Regions from separate parts of the Sus scrofa genome. Here all the other regions are linked to region 3. The links are chromatin contacts, called in public Hi-C and HiChIP or PLAC-seq maps. All regions are on one chromosome and are shown on one strand. The core of a region is the stretch at or near the end of the contact, and the rest is flanking DNA. Distances in the headings are between cores, read along the strand shown. Region 1 has its middle 69 kb from the start of PIK3CG. Region 2 overlaps PIK3CG (phosphatidylinositol-4,5-bisphosphate 3-kinase catalytic subunit gamma). Region 3 overlaps PRKAR2B (cAMP-dependent protein kinase type II-beta regulatory subunit).

The links. A called contact is a pair of places that touch in the nucleus more often than the background predicts. HiChIP or PLAC-seq counts read pairs in DNA pulled down with a chosen protein or histone mark.
Region 1: a contact with region 3 is called in a Hi-C map of alveolar macrophages, with 3 times the contacts expected there. The contact joins two enhancer-like sites. A contact is called at or near these places in 1 of 5 promoter capture datasets (liver), 21 of 47 Hi-C or Micro-C datasets (alveolar macrophages, blood, brain and 12 more) and 2 of 2 datasets of contacts at active chromatin or transcription factors (alveolar macrophages and skeletal muscle).
Region 2: an H3K27ac HiChIP or PLAC-seq map of alveolar macrophages shows a contact between it and region 3. The contact joins two enhancer-like sites. A contact is called at or near these places in 1 of 47 Hi-C or Micro-C datasets (embryonic fibroblasts) and 1 of 2 datasets of contacts at active chromatin or transcription factors (alveolar macrophages).

The regions. Positions count from the first base shown.
Region 1 is chr9:106,771,720-106,776,571 of Sscrofa11.1, reverse strand. No RefSeq gene overlaps it. Among named protein-coding and RNA genes, the nearest start is that of PIK3CG, 69 kb to the right of the region's middle. Within about 2 kb of position 1,586, at least 15 of the 83 cell types and tissues checked have an H3K27ac peak or open chromatin away from gene starts, as enhancers often do. A contact at or near this core is called in alveolar macrophages, where this site is marked.
Region 2 is chr9:106,742,157-106,747,057 of Sscrofa11.1, reverse strand. It overlaps PIK3CG (phosphatidylinositol-4,5-bisphosphate 3-kinase catalytic subunit gamma), which reads right to left. Exons shown (of 11, transcript NM_213939.1): 11 at 1,938-2,623. The coding sequence ends at 2,345. Among named protein-coding and RNA genes, the nearest start is that of PIK3CG, 40 kb to the right of the region's middle. Within about 2 kb of position 2,242, at least 2 of the 83 cell types and tissues checked have an H3K27ac peak or open chromatin away from gene starts, as enhancers often do. A contact at or near this core is called in alveolar macrophages, where this site is marked.
Region 3 is chr9:106,938,579-106,943,307 of Sscrofa11.1, reverse strand. It overlaps PRKAR2B (cAMP-dependent protein kinase type II-beta regulatory subunit), which reads right to left. Exons shown (of 11, transcript XM_021102599.1): 6 at 1,030-1,183. Among named protein-coding and RNA genes, the nearest start is that of HBP1, 25 kb to the left of the region's middle. Within about 2 kb of position 2,412, at least 7 of the 83 cell types and tissues checked have an H3K27ac peak or open chromatin away from gene starts, as enhancers often do. A contact at or near this core is called in alveolar macrophages, where this site is marked.

The DNA of each region.
Region 1 (4,852 bases), core at 337-2,836, 170 kb after region 3:
GCTCCCCCACCCCCAAAGGGCTGCTTGGGCCCCCAGTGCCTGTCCTCTTCTAGTCCTGTCATGTCCAGACCCCCACCCGGACCCCTCAGGGCAAAAGGCCTGCTCGAGATGTCAGGAGGGGAGCACCCAGGCTGAGCTGACAAGCATTGCTGATGAGTTAGGGGACTGACTGAACTTGACATTGGGTGGAAGAAAGGCAGGTAGAGCCTGATGAACTTTGGCTTATGCTTTGCCTCTGCGCCTTGTTGGTTGAGAGACCTTTTAGGAGTTATGCTCAAGTTATGCTCCTCTAAGAGCCCCAGGGAATGCAGGGCAGCTTTCGGGTTTTGAGATTTTGAAGCCCTTCGCCTTTGGTTTTTTTTTGTTTGTTTTTTAATTTTTCGAGATGTAATTCACATACCATAAAATGTGTACAATTCAGTGGGTTTTTAAAAGCCTTTTTTTAAAACAATGTTGTGTTCGTTTCAGGTGTACTGCAAAATGATTCACTTATACATTATCTGTCATCAACTATCCTTCAGATTCTTTTCCATTAAGCTTATTAAAAGATATTGAATATAATTCCCTGGGCTATACAGCAGGTCCTTGCTGTTTATCTATTTTGTATATAGCAGTGTGTGTATGTTAATTCCACCCTCCTAACTTACTCCTCTGCAAGTGGTTTTTAAAGTTTTCGCAAGAGTGTGCAACCATCAACTACCATCTAATTCCAGAACGTTTTTCTCAATCTATTAGCATTCACACAGCATCCCCCCTCCCCCCTGCCTCCCATCTCGGCCCCAGCCACCAGAAATCTCCTGTCTCCATGGACTTGCCTATTCCAGCCACTTCATATAAATGGAATCCTGCATACGTGGCCGTTGTGGACAGGCAGCTTTCTCCTAGCATAAAGTTTACAAGGGCCATCCATGTTGTACTATGACTCAGCAGTTCATTCTTTTTATGGCTGAATAATAGTCTCTCTCAGGTTTAGTTGGCATCAGGGGTTGGGGGATTTCTGTAGCGCCTACTTCTCTGCCCAGATTTGTCACTGGCAAGCAGTCAGCCTCTCTCTTCCCCTGAGCCTGAGGCTTGTGTACAAATACTTTTGCTTTTATTGCCTCCTACGTTCTGGGTATGAGTCTTCCTTGGGATTCTGTCAAGATGTGAAAACAGAGATAATGGTTATTTTCTCACAGGTTGTTGTGAGGATAATTGAAGCAGGTTATGGGGAAGTCTACCCTCTCCCTCTGTATTGCATATGCTGCCTAGAGAACGCTGTTCCCACATTAAATAAGACCCCATCTGGTCTTCCTGCCCCTGTGACCAGGTCTGGGCATGGGCCTCTGGGGAGTGGGAGTGGGAGTTATGATTAAGCTGTGTCCTAGGTTCTGGGGTGCTTCTGACTGTGGTGCTGGATTAAGGGGCTACTGGCTTAATCCCAGGGAGGCAGGAAGCAGTGGGTGTCTGGGAGATGCTTGGCTCAGAGAGTTCATTAGATAAGCACTTGAAAGGAAAGCTAATGAATGAGTGAGTGGAAGTGACTCTAGAAGGCTGCTCGGTCTCCGGCCGGAAGTGCTGAGCTGGTATCCTGGTGCAGACACTTCCTCATCTCATGCTGCGGGTCCTTGGCCTGGCCAGTCACCCCTCCCCTTGCCACGTCTCTCCATCAGGGAGTGATGCTTTGGAACTGGAGGACCTTTGTCAGAATAGATGGGAGACACTTCTTGGGCACTGAGACTCCAGGCTGGGCAGTGGCGTTTGGCAAACGGTTAGAGCCTTGATCAAACTATATATAACTGAAGGACTCAGAAATGCAAGTTAAAAGGGAATGGTTTGGGGAAAGAGTGGAGAAAAGAGAAAAGGTGACAGCGCCCCTGTTCAGTTTCAGAATACCCCTCTTTTGTGACCCATGTTCCTTATCAACCCAGGTCTGTCTCATTCATTCTGGTCACCTGGAGCCGCCAGTCTAGGTCTGCATCATCCCAAGGCAGCGGAATCACCTGAGGAGGCGGAAATCCCAGGCGGTGCAGGCAATGCGCATGCCTAATGAGGTCTCCAGGTGGTTCTCGCGTGCCTCACGCTGGGGGCGTGGAGTTGGCGTCGCTCCTCCCTCACCTCGAAGGAAACCGCTTACAGGCAGCAAGATGCAGTCTTCTGTTCATGGAGGGGACATGGGCTTCAGGAGCAGGGGGCTCTCGGACCCAGCGGGCCTTCCTTGGAGGCGTTCATAGGACTTCTTTTTCGCTCTGATGGCCGCTGTTCCTGCTCCCCTGGCTCCGAGGCTACAGACTGCTTTTCCCGGGGCAGGAGGGTCTCGCCTGCCCAGAGCCATCCTCATGGGTTCCAGTATTTGGGTAGGGGAAGTAGTCTCAACAAGCGGGCTTAGGCGCCAGGACCGTCTCTCATCAGTTTCGATTGATGGACAAGTTATTTGACCTTTTAACTCCACATTTTAAATCCGAGCAACCTCCCTTATGCGGCTGTTGTGAAGCTCCGATAAAATAATGTAGTCACGGAAGGACACTGTAAATTGCGAAGTGCGATAAAAATGTTCATCCGCTTATCGTGGCGGAGCCTCCAAGCCCCCTTTTCCTCAGGAGCGTTTAGCATCTCGCCAGGGGATCTGAACTCATCTCTGTTGCTGAAGTTGTGGGACTGACACCAAGGAGTCAGGAGCAAACCTGTCGGTGAGTAAACCCTGGTCAACATGGGGCTGCCAAACTGGATGGGGGGACAGAGGTTTGTTTTTTGTTTTTTGTTTTCCTAACAAAGGGACAAAAAGCACAGTGAGCCGTGGTGACTGGATTCCTTGGGGTCCTTGGTTCTTTTGGGGGGTTCAAACGATGGGAGAACAGATGGCCAGGAAAAAGTGAAGCCAGCAAGGGAGTAGGGCCAGTGCATTGGGGCCCAGGGAGCCAAGGGCTGGGGAGAGCCCTCTCAGGGTGGCCCAGGTGGCAATGTGGTGCCAAAGGCTGCAGCTGAGACGCATGGAGAGGAAATGAAGCCTGGACTGTAGCTTCCTCTGTGACCCTATATAACACCCCAGCTTCCTCAGAGGGCCCCTAATGTTTCCTCTGTCCTGGGGGTGTTAGCCCAGCCCAGGAAATCCCCACTGCTCTCCCTGTCCCAGGCAACATGTCCCATCACCTTCGTGCTCCCACCTCCTCTCCCCTCCCTGCCACTGGCAGGAGAAAGGGGCATCATTTTGTTTTTGTTGTGTCAAAGGTCGAGGCAGGTGATGGGGGTGGCGGCCCCTACAGCAGGTCTGTTTTTCTTGAGTAATTCCCTTTATGGGGAAGAAGCAGGGAGAGGAGGCATTTGAGTAGGAGGAAGTGGTGGGGCATGCAGGAGTCTGGACGGCTTGTAGTTTGCTGTTGCTGGGCAGGGCTCTGAGGAAAGAGAGGAGGAGAGAAAAGAGAGCCCTGGGCAGCATTCCCGAAGCCATCACGGTCACCACAGCTGTGCCACGGCTCAAGTTCGCCTGAGAGCAAGTGGTCTGCTTAGAATGAACATCCCAGAGGCCCACCAAGAGCTCAGATCCAAGCTCTGTGCTCCTGTCCCAGGGAGGCGATGAGGCTCTGCAGAAATGCTTCTATCATTGCTTGTGTGTGATTTCCTTTCCACTTAGGAGATGCTTCCTCCTCTAACTCTCTTTATTCTCACAACGATCCTGGAAGGCAGGTTGAGCCAGTTCTTTTTGTTTGTTTTTGTTTTTGTTTCTTTTTTGGCCCCTCCTATGGCATATGGAATTCCCTGGCCAGGGATGGAACCCAAGCTGGAGTTGGGACCCATGCGACAGCTGCAGCAATGTGAGATCCTTAACCGGCTGCACCAGGCTGGTCATTGAACCCATGTCCCTGCTGCTGCAGAGATACCATCGATCCTGTTGTGCCACAACTGGGAACTCCTTGAGTCAGTTTTATCAACTCATTCATTTCTTATCAAAATTTAAAAAAAATTGTATAGTTGATTTACAATATCAACCCATTTTATAGAGGAGAAAACTGGAGCCCTGAAATGGGAAATGAATTATCGCAGAGTCTAGACTTGGAAGGCGTAGAGCTGGCTGTGGACCACGCGTGTGCTGACTTGCAGTTGTCTGTCCTGCTCACTTTGCCATGTTGTGTCTCCAGTACTGGGATGTGGCCTGACCCTGTCTGAGATGCTGCCAGGCCCTCCAGTGCGGCATCCTTTTATCCCTGCCTGCTGGGCAAGTGCTCAGCTTGAGCACTTTTGTATCTTGTCTCCTCTGGTGAGAAACTGGGTTTCGGCCGATGATGAACTTGAACTTCTGCTTTTGCTCCAGGCATTGTGTGTGTATTTAATCATGTTTGACGGAATTTACTTTAGTCCAAGTTCAAGCTGTTCCCCTTCTTCCCTGTGTTGTTCCTTTCATTTTTACCCACGCTCAGTGCAAGTGATTTGTCTCCTTTTAGGCATCACACATTTTCCTCCCCTTGTTACCAAGCTCCTACTGCTTGATGCACAGTGGGCTAACAAATCTAGATGAGTTGTGGGGGCAAACAAGAGTGACTTTATTTGCAAAGCCAGCAGACAGAGAAGATGGTGGACTGGTGTCCCAAAGAACCATTGAACCTGGACTTGACCAGTAGTTGCTTTTATAAAACAAAGAAGGGGAGGAGTTGTCTTGTGGCACAGCAGGTTAAGAATCCAGTGTTGTCTTTTTCTTTGCTTTTAAGGGCTGCTCTCGAGGCACATGGAGTTTCCCAGGCTAGGGGTCTAATTGGAGCTACAGCTGCAGGCCTACACCACGGCCACAGTAACACCAGATCCAAGCTGTGTCTGAGACCTACACCACTAGCTCACAGCAGAGCGGGATCCTTAACCCACTGAGTGAGGCCAGGGATCA
Region 2 (4,901 bases), core at 993-3,492, 200 kb after region 3:
GCTGGGCTCCACAAATTATGTAGCCAGTCTTAGATGTATATACAAGCTGCTTGGACCTGAATCATCTAACTTGTGATCTGTGTTTTCTTTGGCATCGAAAATATGGGTAGTTCCCCAACATCTCCCAATGGCAAGATACACCAGGCTCCAGGACATTTTCAAAGGTGTAAAAGTTGAGGGCCACGTGGGGGACAGTGAAGGAAGCACACAAAGGTCATTTTTGGTTTTTTTTGCATGTCTATAAAATCGTACCTTCATTGCAATAGGGAAGAATCAAGCCCATCATATGTATATATGGGCTTATATATATATATGTAAAATCAGCATACTGAAAGAATGTGTTCATTGGACGAGCTAATTTGTACACACATGTTCAATAAGCTATAAACACATTCTTCTATAGTTCTTTTATCATTAAGGTGATTATTTCTGCAATTCAAATAAAAAGTGGAATCTGTGCAAGATCTGAGCTTGGCTATGCTTTATGAGAATAATGAAAAATCCTCTTCTGAATTGGAAAGCACCATTCTTTCTGTACTTCAAAAGAATGAGGGGCAATAGTTGGTTGAAAAATGCTATAACATGTCTACCATTAACAGTGGTGTAAACATTTCATTATAGGCATGGTTCTCTGTACAGGGGGACATACGGTGATTTAAAAGGATGAGTTAGCAAGGAAGAGGAGCTCTTTCTAGATACCTTAGGAGGTGGAGAAAGGCACAGTGGGCAAGGAGGCAGTGTTACCTACATCTTCAAAGGCCATGTGGGACTTTCAAACCCTGGCTGCAGATTAGAATCAATTGGAGTAATTAGAAAAACACTAATGTCTGGGCCTCATCCCAAACAAATTAATTACAACCCGAGGTGGACACTCAGGCAGGGTATTTTTTTAAAGTATCCCTGGTGATTCTGATGTGCAGCAAGGTGAAGAATCATTGGGCTTTTGCATACTCGAAAAGAAAGGTTTTGGCTACACCAGAATCAAACAGATCTCAATTCGAACATTTAAAGATTAAATATATATATTTATATCTAATTCTACTTAAACATAGACATCACTAACTTATTTCTATGCAAAGTATTACCTCTAGGTAATTAAAAATATTTTATAAATACTTTAATGATCTTTCTCTGTTAAACACTTCCAATAAATAGGGAAACATTTAAGAGATGAAAGGAGTTTTCAAAGCAGACGTTTCAACTTTTTTAGGAAATCTGAAGACTGCGCCGGAGTGTAAAAGTCCTGTAAAATGCAGGATGGGCAGGGCAAGTAGTGTTCCTCCCAACTTGGAGTACTTTTTACACATCACATATCTTCTTCCATTAAAGAAGGAAGTGAAAACTGCTCAGGCCAAAATTTAAAATTAAGGCATCTGGAAGCTAAACCACATTTTCTAGGATGTCTCCTTTAATAACAAGCTTTAGAAACAACACACAACAAAAAACATCCTTACAAATAAGTACCTAAAATTCTAGTATCCCGAGAGGAGAAATTCCTTTTCAACTAATTTTTGAATTCTGGGGTAAAGGTGTTTCTGAAGATGTCACGATTCTGAGTAAAGAGTTGTGGGCAACTGGGAAAGAGGGAAGCAGGGTACAAGGGGGGTGGGGAATAGAAAGGCCCTGCATGAGTCCCTTCGTTACTTGCTGTTTCTGTGCTGGCGAAGGTCTAGCCCAATTGTACTTGATGGTTCTTCACTCTGTGGGCAGAGCTGAGACAAATGTTCCCTGGAACCAGACCAGCAGAGAAAGGCCAGGGCACAAAGATTCAGATTTTCCATTTCGTGTTCGTGAGTCTCAGTGGTATCGGAAGCTAACTGCAGAAGACCCTGAAAAGACAAGCTCGCTTTGCTGGCACATCCCTCACATCTGCAGATGTGCAGGGGATTTTGGGGAAGCATTCTCTAAGGAATGAGGCATGGTTACAATGATCACAGTTTTTTTTTTTTTTTCCTGTAAGGAGTTTGAGAAACCCAAGGATAACCAAAATTGAGAGGATACCCAGCTGACAATAGATGTTACCAATTATTGTAAAGAATTTCAGAAGCACTCAGTACCAAGAAAGTTGAAACTTCAGAGGTCATTAGGCCACTTAAATTTAGAACAGTCTCCAACATGACTGAGGGGGCACATGAGAAAAAACAAACATGCAAATAAGCCTAACACTGAACATTACTTAAACATGCCAAGGTTTTTCTCCAGTGAAGAGTTCAGTTAGGGGAAGAGCTATATTTCTCAAGTGCCAGCTTTCATAATGTCCCACTACATGACATCAAGTTCGATGACTGTCCTGCTGACGTAAAGCATTAGAACACTAACTTGTTTTAAACTCTAGCCCAAAGTATTACGCGGAATGCTTCTCCCCTTGTTTGATGCCAAGAACAAGATGTAAGAACCAGTTAAACTGCACGGTCCATCCTTTGTCTCTGCAAACTTCAATCTGATCCAGAAAATACTTTTTAGCATCCTCCTCACTTTTGCCCACTGTGAGGGCATCCCGAATGTATTCAATGTCTTCTTTGCTGGTTAACTGGGGCATTCCTGTCATCAGCATCATGGAGAAGAGGATGATCAGTAGGTTTGTGTGATGACGAAGGGCTAGGTAAGCCTTGACGCAGACATCCTGGATAAAAGGAAGGAACGCTGTTAACTGTTGTCACTGTAACAAAGTAGCCTGGGAGTTCCCGTCGTGGTGCCGTGATTAACGAATCCAAATAGGAACCATGAGGTTGTGGGTTCGATCCCTGGCCTTGCTCAGTGGGTTAAGGATCCGGCGTTGCCGTGAGCTGTGGTGTAGGTTGCAGATGTGGCTCAGATCCCAAGTTGCTGTGGTTCTGGCACAGGCTGGCGGCTACAGCTCTGACTGGACCCCTAGCATGGGAACCTCCATATGCCACGGGCACAGCCCAAGAAATGGCAAAAAAAGACAAAAACAAAAAACAAAACAAAACACCAACAACAAAGTAGCCTGAAGACCAGTGGGCTGTTTTGGAATTTACATGGCATTATCCTGTCCCTGAGAGGAGATCATGACAAGCCAGGAAGGTCCCCTGTCTCCAATGAAGCACTTGACTAGGAACATAAACTGCTGTTATAATCTCTGAAGCACTGCACTGTGGTGGTACACCTCCAGGGTGTGCTCAAGGAAAACTAACTGATACACCGTTTCATCTTTTTTACTCTCCTTTTTTTTTACTTTGGTTCCTTTCCTAGGGAATTGAGGGTGGACATTTCTTTAGGCTGGGAGTCAGTTTTTGAACACCTCCTACTGGAATCAATAAACCTTATGTAAGCATAAATAATGTTTGCCAAGAGCTAATGGAATCCAAAAAAGAGCTGGAAACAGGGCGTTTGAAATTTAGCTGGTTTTCATATTTATTTTACAATGTGACCTACTCTAAGGTAATAGATGAATTAGCTTTTCATTGTCTGACTCTCAAAATTGTTAATGATCTTTGAAAATTCAATATAAATTTGAATACTGAGTGAGAGAGGGCTTTCAACAAGGCAGTGTCTGATGCCTCTTCTAAAAGCCTTGGAGTAAGTGATACATGTGAGTTGAGTCCACTTCTTAAGCAACAGGCTTGCTCATTTCAATTAAAATGTTCTAATGTGAAGAAAAAAACTGAAAGGGTTTCAATTTTGCCACATGAGAATAGCCCAACCTTAATATCATAATTTGGGAAGATGTTGTGTTAAAGCTGAAATGAATGATTACAGGTTTAAATATTTCAAATAAAACACTGAGTAAAATGTTAAGAGAATGACAAACTGTAGCCAACTAGGCAGTCACAAAATTGCAAGAGTAGTTCATCATAAGGTACTAGATTAAAATCTACTTTTAATTTTTATGAAAGTAACATATAACTTAACATGTACCTAAAATGTAATGATATGAAGAATTATCTGAGTTACCACTCAAAATCATTCTGAATAATGAGTCCTGGAAAAAGAAATGTATAAAATCAGAAAAGTGAGGGTAAAATCGCTAGTATTTATTTTATTTTAATTATTTATTTTACTTTTTTGGGGGTCATACCTATGGCATATGGAAGTTCCTAGGCTAGGGGCTGAATTGAGCGATAGCTGCTGGTGTATACCACAGCCACAGCAATGTGGGATCCAAGCTGCTGCTGTGACCTATACCACAGCTCACAGCAATGCCATATCCTTAACCCACTGAGTGAGGCCAGGGATTGAACCTACATTCTCGTGGATCCTAGTCAGGTTTGTTAACCACCAAGCCACAAGTGGAACTCCAAAAGTCACTGGTATTTATAAATAACAATCATCTTCTTGGAACACCGAAGTGGGGAAAAACTAAAATACTACTGTAACTAGTTTTTTAAAATTAAACTAGCTTTTTATAAAGTTAATGAAAAAAGCCACCAACTCACTGGTAAAAGGCAAACATATAGTAAAGGTAGGAAATCAGCCACACACAACTATGATATCAAAACCAGTAATCATGAAAAACAGAGTATGACTGCAGAATATTGGCAAGGCATTTTAAATTAAGAGACCAACAACTTAAAACACTTTTGTATGTATATATAAACTGCTATTTCCATACCTCATGATAACTGCAAACCAAAAATCTATCATAGATACATACACAAAAAAAAAGGCAACCAAACACAACACTAATGACAGTCTTAAAACTACAAGACAAGAGATCAAAAGAGGAAGGGAAGAAAAACGACCAACAAAAGCAAATCTGAAACAATTAACAAAATGGCAATAAGAACATACATGTCAATAATTACCTTAATGTAAATAGATTAAAGGCTCTAAAGGTATAGACTGGCTGAATAGATACAAAAACAAGACCATATATATATGCTGTCTATTCGAGACCTACTTCAGATTTAGGGACACATATAGACTGAAAGTGAGAGGAT
Region 3 (4,729 bases), core at 1,163-3,662:
CTTTCAAGTCTTGTAGACAGACCACCTTTAAGAAATTTATTTGGGGAAGTTCCCATTGTGGCTCAGCAGGTTAAGAACCTGACTAGTAACCAGGAGGATGTGGGTTCGATCCCTGGCCTCACTCAGTGAGTTAAGGATCTGGCATTGCTGCAACCTGTGGCGTAGTTGCAAATGTGGCTTCCATCCAGTGTTGCCGTGGCTGTGGCATGGGCTGGCAGCTGTAGCTCTGATTTGACTGCTAGCCTGGGAACCTCCATATACCGCAGGTACAGCACTTATAAAGAGAAAAGGAAAAAAAGAAATTTATTTCACCAGGACCCAACCCTCAGAGTCTGATTACATTTCTCAGTGGTGGGGCCTAGTTAAGAGGACTTTTTTAAAACATCCCCAAGTAATTCTGATGTGTAGTAAGTGAGAAGCACAGGAATCAACTATTTTCTCTCTGCAGGGCTGCTTGTCAATGCAGAGTTGTTACAATCAATTTACACCACAGGAGTGGCTCAGATGACAGTGGTTTCTCAAGCATGGACAGGCTTGCTCAAGTACAGGCTGCCGGCCCCACCTGAGTTTCTGAGTCAACGGGCCTGAATCCGTAAGTGGGGCCTCAATCTGCATTTCTAGCAAGTTCCCAGGTCAGGGGACCCACACGCTCTGAGAACCACAGATTATAATACCACAGAAAGCGATCTGAAAAAAACAGCACCGAAGGCTTTGGTTTTTAAGAGGGGTTTAAAAAAAAAAAAAAAGAGAGGGAGAAGCATTTTGGATCTGTCTTTCGCCTGGTTGGCAGGTTCAACTCCAGACTTGACTGGGAAACAGAAGGCTAACAGTCTTAGTGCACAGTCTTAGTGCACAGTCTTAGGGCACAGTCTTAGGGCACAGTCTTAGTGCCCAAACGGTCAGCATCCAGCAGTTGCTTAATCAACCCCAAACGAAGCTACCTATGAGAACTGAAATGCGGCAGCTGCCTGACTTCTGTCATAACAACTTTTATAAAAGATGTTCAGTCCAAAGAAAGACTCCACTCACCAAACCCCACAGAGCACCAGGAGAGGTAGCGGTGATCGTTGCTGCTCTGGGCGTGTTGTACATTAAGGCCAGCTCGCCGAAACTCCCACGATTGTCGTAGTTCCCAACACACCTCCCAACACCGTCGCATTTCACATAAATATCAAATGTCCCTCTGTTGGACAGGTGGAAGAAAAGATGTAAAAGTAATTCAAGCTAAATCTCACTGCAAAATACACAAGCCCTGGGCAATAAAATCTCCATCTTTCTGGGTTGTTTTGTTTTGTTTTGTTTTTTTAACATCACTTATCGCTTAGTCTTGCTGCTTGGACGTCATGACACATTTGCCTGTCTGGAAGGGTAAACAGTAAGAGGTTCCCTTCTGCCCTGGCCCAGCCATCCAACTTCCTCCCAGAAATGCTGCTGCTCCCAGCATCTTCCACATCCGTGCAGAGGTCTTCCCACTGGGGAGCAGCAGTAGCTGGGGGCATGCCCAGGGAGCCCCTCTCAGGCACATCAGGGTAATAGGAACCCTCCCCAGATTGTCATCCATGGGTGACAGTTGTTGCTGGGCTCTTATTGTCCTTTCTCTTCTGTTGACCATAATAAAAGGGCATCAATGTGTGACACAGATTCCTCCACCCCAGTTCCAGACAAGCAGAAAGATAAGACCATCAACGGGACTAAGGTGAGGCCTATATTTGTGCCTGCTGGGGCCACTGAGACTAAACTGCACATATTTAAGATAATACATGATCAAAATATAATGAGGAATGCAACCAAACAGAAAATGCAAAGATAGCCATCTGAAGGGATGCGTGTACAAAACTGCTGACTGCAGTGACCTCTGAGCCTAAGAATCACGGAAGATTCTAGGGGCATTCATTTAAAGAGCCTTTGTTTCTCTAATAAACATGTATGACTTGTGAGAACAGAAGAATAGCTTGGAGTTCCCTGGTGGCTCGGTGGGTGAAAGATCTGGTGTTGTCATTGCTGTGGCTCTGGTTACAGCTGTGGCATGGGTTCGATCTCTGGCCCAGGAACTTCCACATGCCGCAAATGAAGCAAAAACGTTTTGAAGGAGTTCTCATTATGGTACAACAGGATTGGCAGCATCCTGCAGGTTCAGTCCCCGGCCCAGAACAGTGTGTTAAGGATCCAGTGTTGCTGCAGCTGTGGCAAAGGTTGCAGCTGTGGCTCAGATCTGATCCCTGGCCCAAGGCGCTCCGTATGCCACAGGGCAGCCAAAAAAAAAAATAATACTGCTCTAGCAATCTGGTCAGCCACAACTGTATAGGACTCACAGGATCCTTTACATTCTAAATAAGGGACTGGAACACAGGAGCCCAAAGCAGGCTGCCTGCTTCCTTAAATCAAGTTTTATGGGAATGACAAGCACACCAGCTGTTTCTGCATTATCAGTAGCTGACTCATGCTAGACAGCAGTGTTGAGCAGTTGCAACATAGATCTCATGGCCTGCAGACCCTACAAAATTTACTCCCTGGCTCTTTAGATCATCTGGCCCTTTGTTAGACTGACCCTCAAACTAAAGCAAAAAGTGATAGAAATGCACACTAAATATCTAATCCTGGTCTTTTTATGGTATTTTCATGGTTATCTTTTAACTGCATTTCTTTTCCTAGGCAAATAAAACTCTGGATCACTGTACTGCATATCATCCAGATCCTATGTTTCCATAAACTTCATTCTTCCTCTGGAGAACACTTTCCAGGTACTGTATTTTATCAGAGAAGGTTTCAAGGTTTGCTCAAACACCTGTGAGGGCAGATAGGCAAAATTTTGTGGCTTTATTCTGTGGCTAAACCCTAGCAAAGACAAAACATAGAGAGCTTTTAAGATTAAGGGAATGATTACGAACAGTAGAGGTAAAACAAAAGCAAAAACATAAGATATTAGACAAAAGGTATTCAAAAATAAGAATAATTGGTTTGGGGAGTTCCCTTGTGGTCTAGTGGTTAGGACTTGGTGCTTTCACTCAGCCCTGGATTCAATCCCTGGCCTGGGAACTGAGAGCCTACATCAAGCTGTTGCACACCATGGTCAAAAAACTTTTTAGAAATAAAATAAATTTTTTTTTTTTTTGCTTTTTAGGGCCGCACCTGAGGCATATGGAAGTTCCCAGGCTAGGGGTCTAATCAGAGCTACAGCTGCCGGCCTACGCCACAGCCACAGCAACATGGGATCTTTAACTCACTGAGCAAGACCAGGGATCGAACCTACAACCTCATGGTTCCTAGTCGGATTTGTTTCCACTACACAACATGAACTCCCAAAATAAAATTATTTTTAAAAAAATAATTAAAAAATAAAAATGCTTTAGCTATTGATAGAATTCGAATTTTAAAAGGAGAGTAACTGGTTTTTTAAATATAATTCATGGCTAGAAGCGTTGTTTCAGAGATAGCTTCCAGAATTTGTTTCATGCATAGTATTGTTGAGTACAGATTTGTTCGTCTCTTTATACTTTTGCTCTAAAATGGTTTTCCACATTTCTGCTTTGAATAGGATAAAATACACAACAAATATCCTGATGAGAAGGATAGTCACAGATCAGTCCTGTTAAAATCACATCAGTCTAAAACTGCTGAAATACTGTGTGCTGCTTTTTCAGATTTCTCATCCGAGAATGTGAGGCCCTGGGCAGTGCAGGGCCAACGGAGAGGGGACACACGGTGGTCAAGAGACCTGCACGCTGAACTGGCGCCAAACCCATCATCTGGGTGACCTCGCATCACTTCTGTGTGCCTGGGAGTTTTCATCTGTCAAAGGGGTGATGAGGATCTAACTGGAAAGGGAGGGTACTGTATACAAATGCATGGAGTTCTTCTAGTCAAAAATTATCCCTGTGCTGTATTCGGGGTTCCTATAATTTAATACAATTAAAGAGCTGAGTGAATTTCTGAGGCTTTTTGTTGATGAAGGCTGTTAATGGTACCAAAATCATGACCTTAATTTATATGTGGGAAAATTCTAAAATCATAGTGTCCCCTCAGCCCTGGCTAGTGCAGCCCACAGGTCACCAAGGCCTCAGGGATGAGGGCCTGGAGGGCTCAGAGGGCACCTGTGACGATGCAGGAAAGGTACCACTCACAGAGCCCAGATCAGGAAACAATGCCTAAGCAGAGAGACAGACAGAAAGGCCTCTGAGGAGAACACAACTCAACCCAGTGCAATCCACCAAATCAGGCTGGGAGCTGGTCTGTGTTCTGCACCAGTGGGCGGGGGTAAGGGTGCCGAATGTCTCATCAACACTTTATCGCTGCTCTTCAGAGGAAATGAAGACTCAGTTTAGACTGCTCTCCAAGCACATTTTAGGTCTGTTACTTCATTATTGCTGAAAGCACACTGTTCTTTTATTTACTTTTTATTGAAGGGTAGTTGGCTTACTATGTTGGTCATTTCTACTATACAGCCAAGTGATTTGGCTATACATACATATATATATAAAATCATTTCCATGTTCTATCATGGTTTACCACAGAGTATTGAATATAGTTCCCTGTGCTATACAGGAGGACTTGTTGTTCTATATAACAGTTTGCATCTGTTAATCGCAAACTCCCAATCCTTCCTTCCCCAAGTCCCTCCCTCTGGGCAACCACAAGGCTGTTTTCTATCTATGAGCCTCTTTCTTCTGTTTCATAGATAAATTCATTTGTGTCATATTTTAGATTCCACATACAAGTGATGTCATATGGT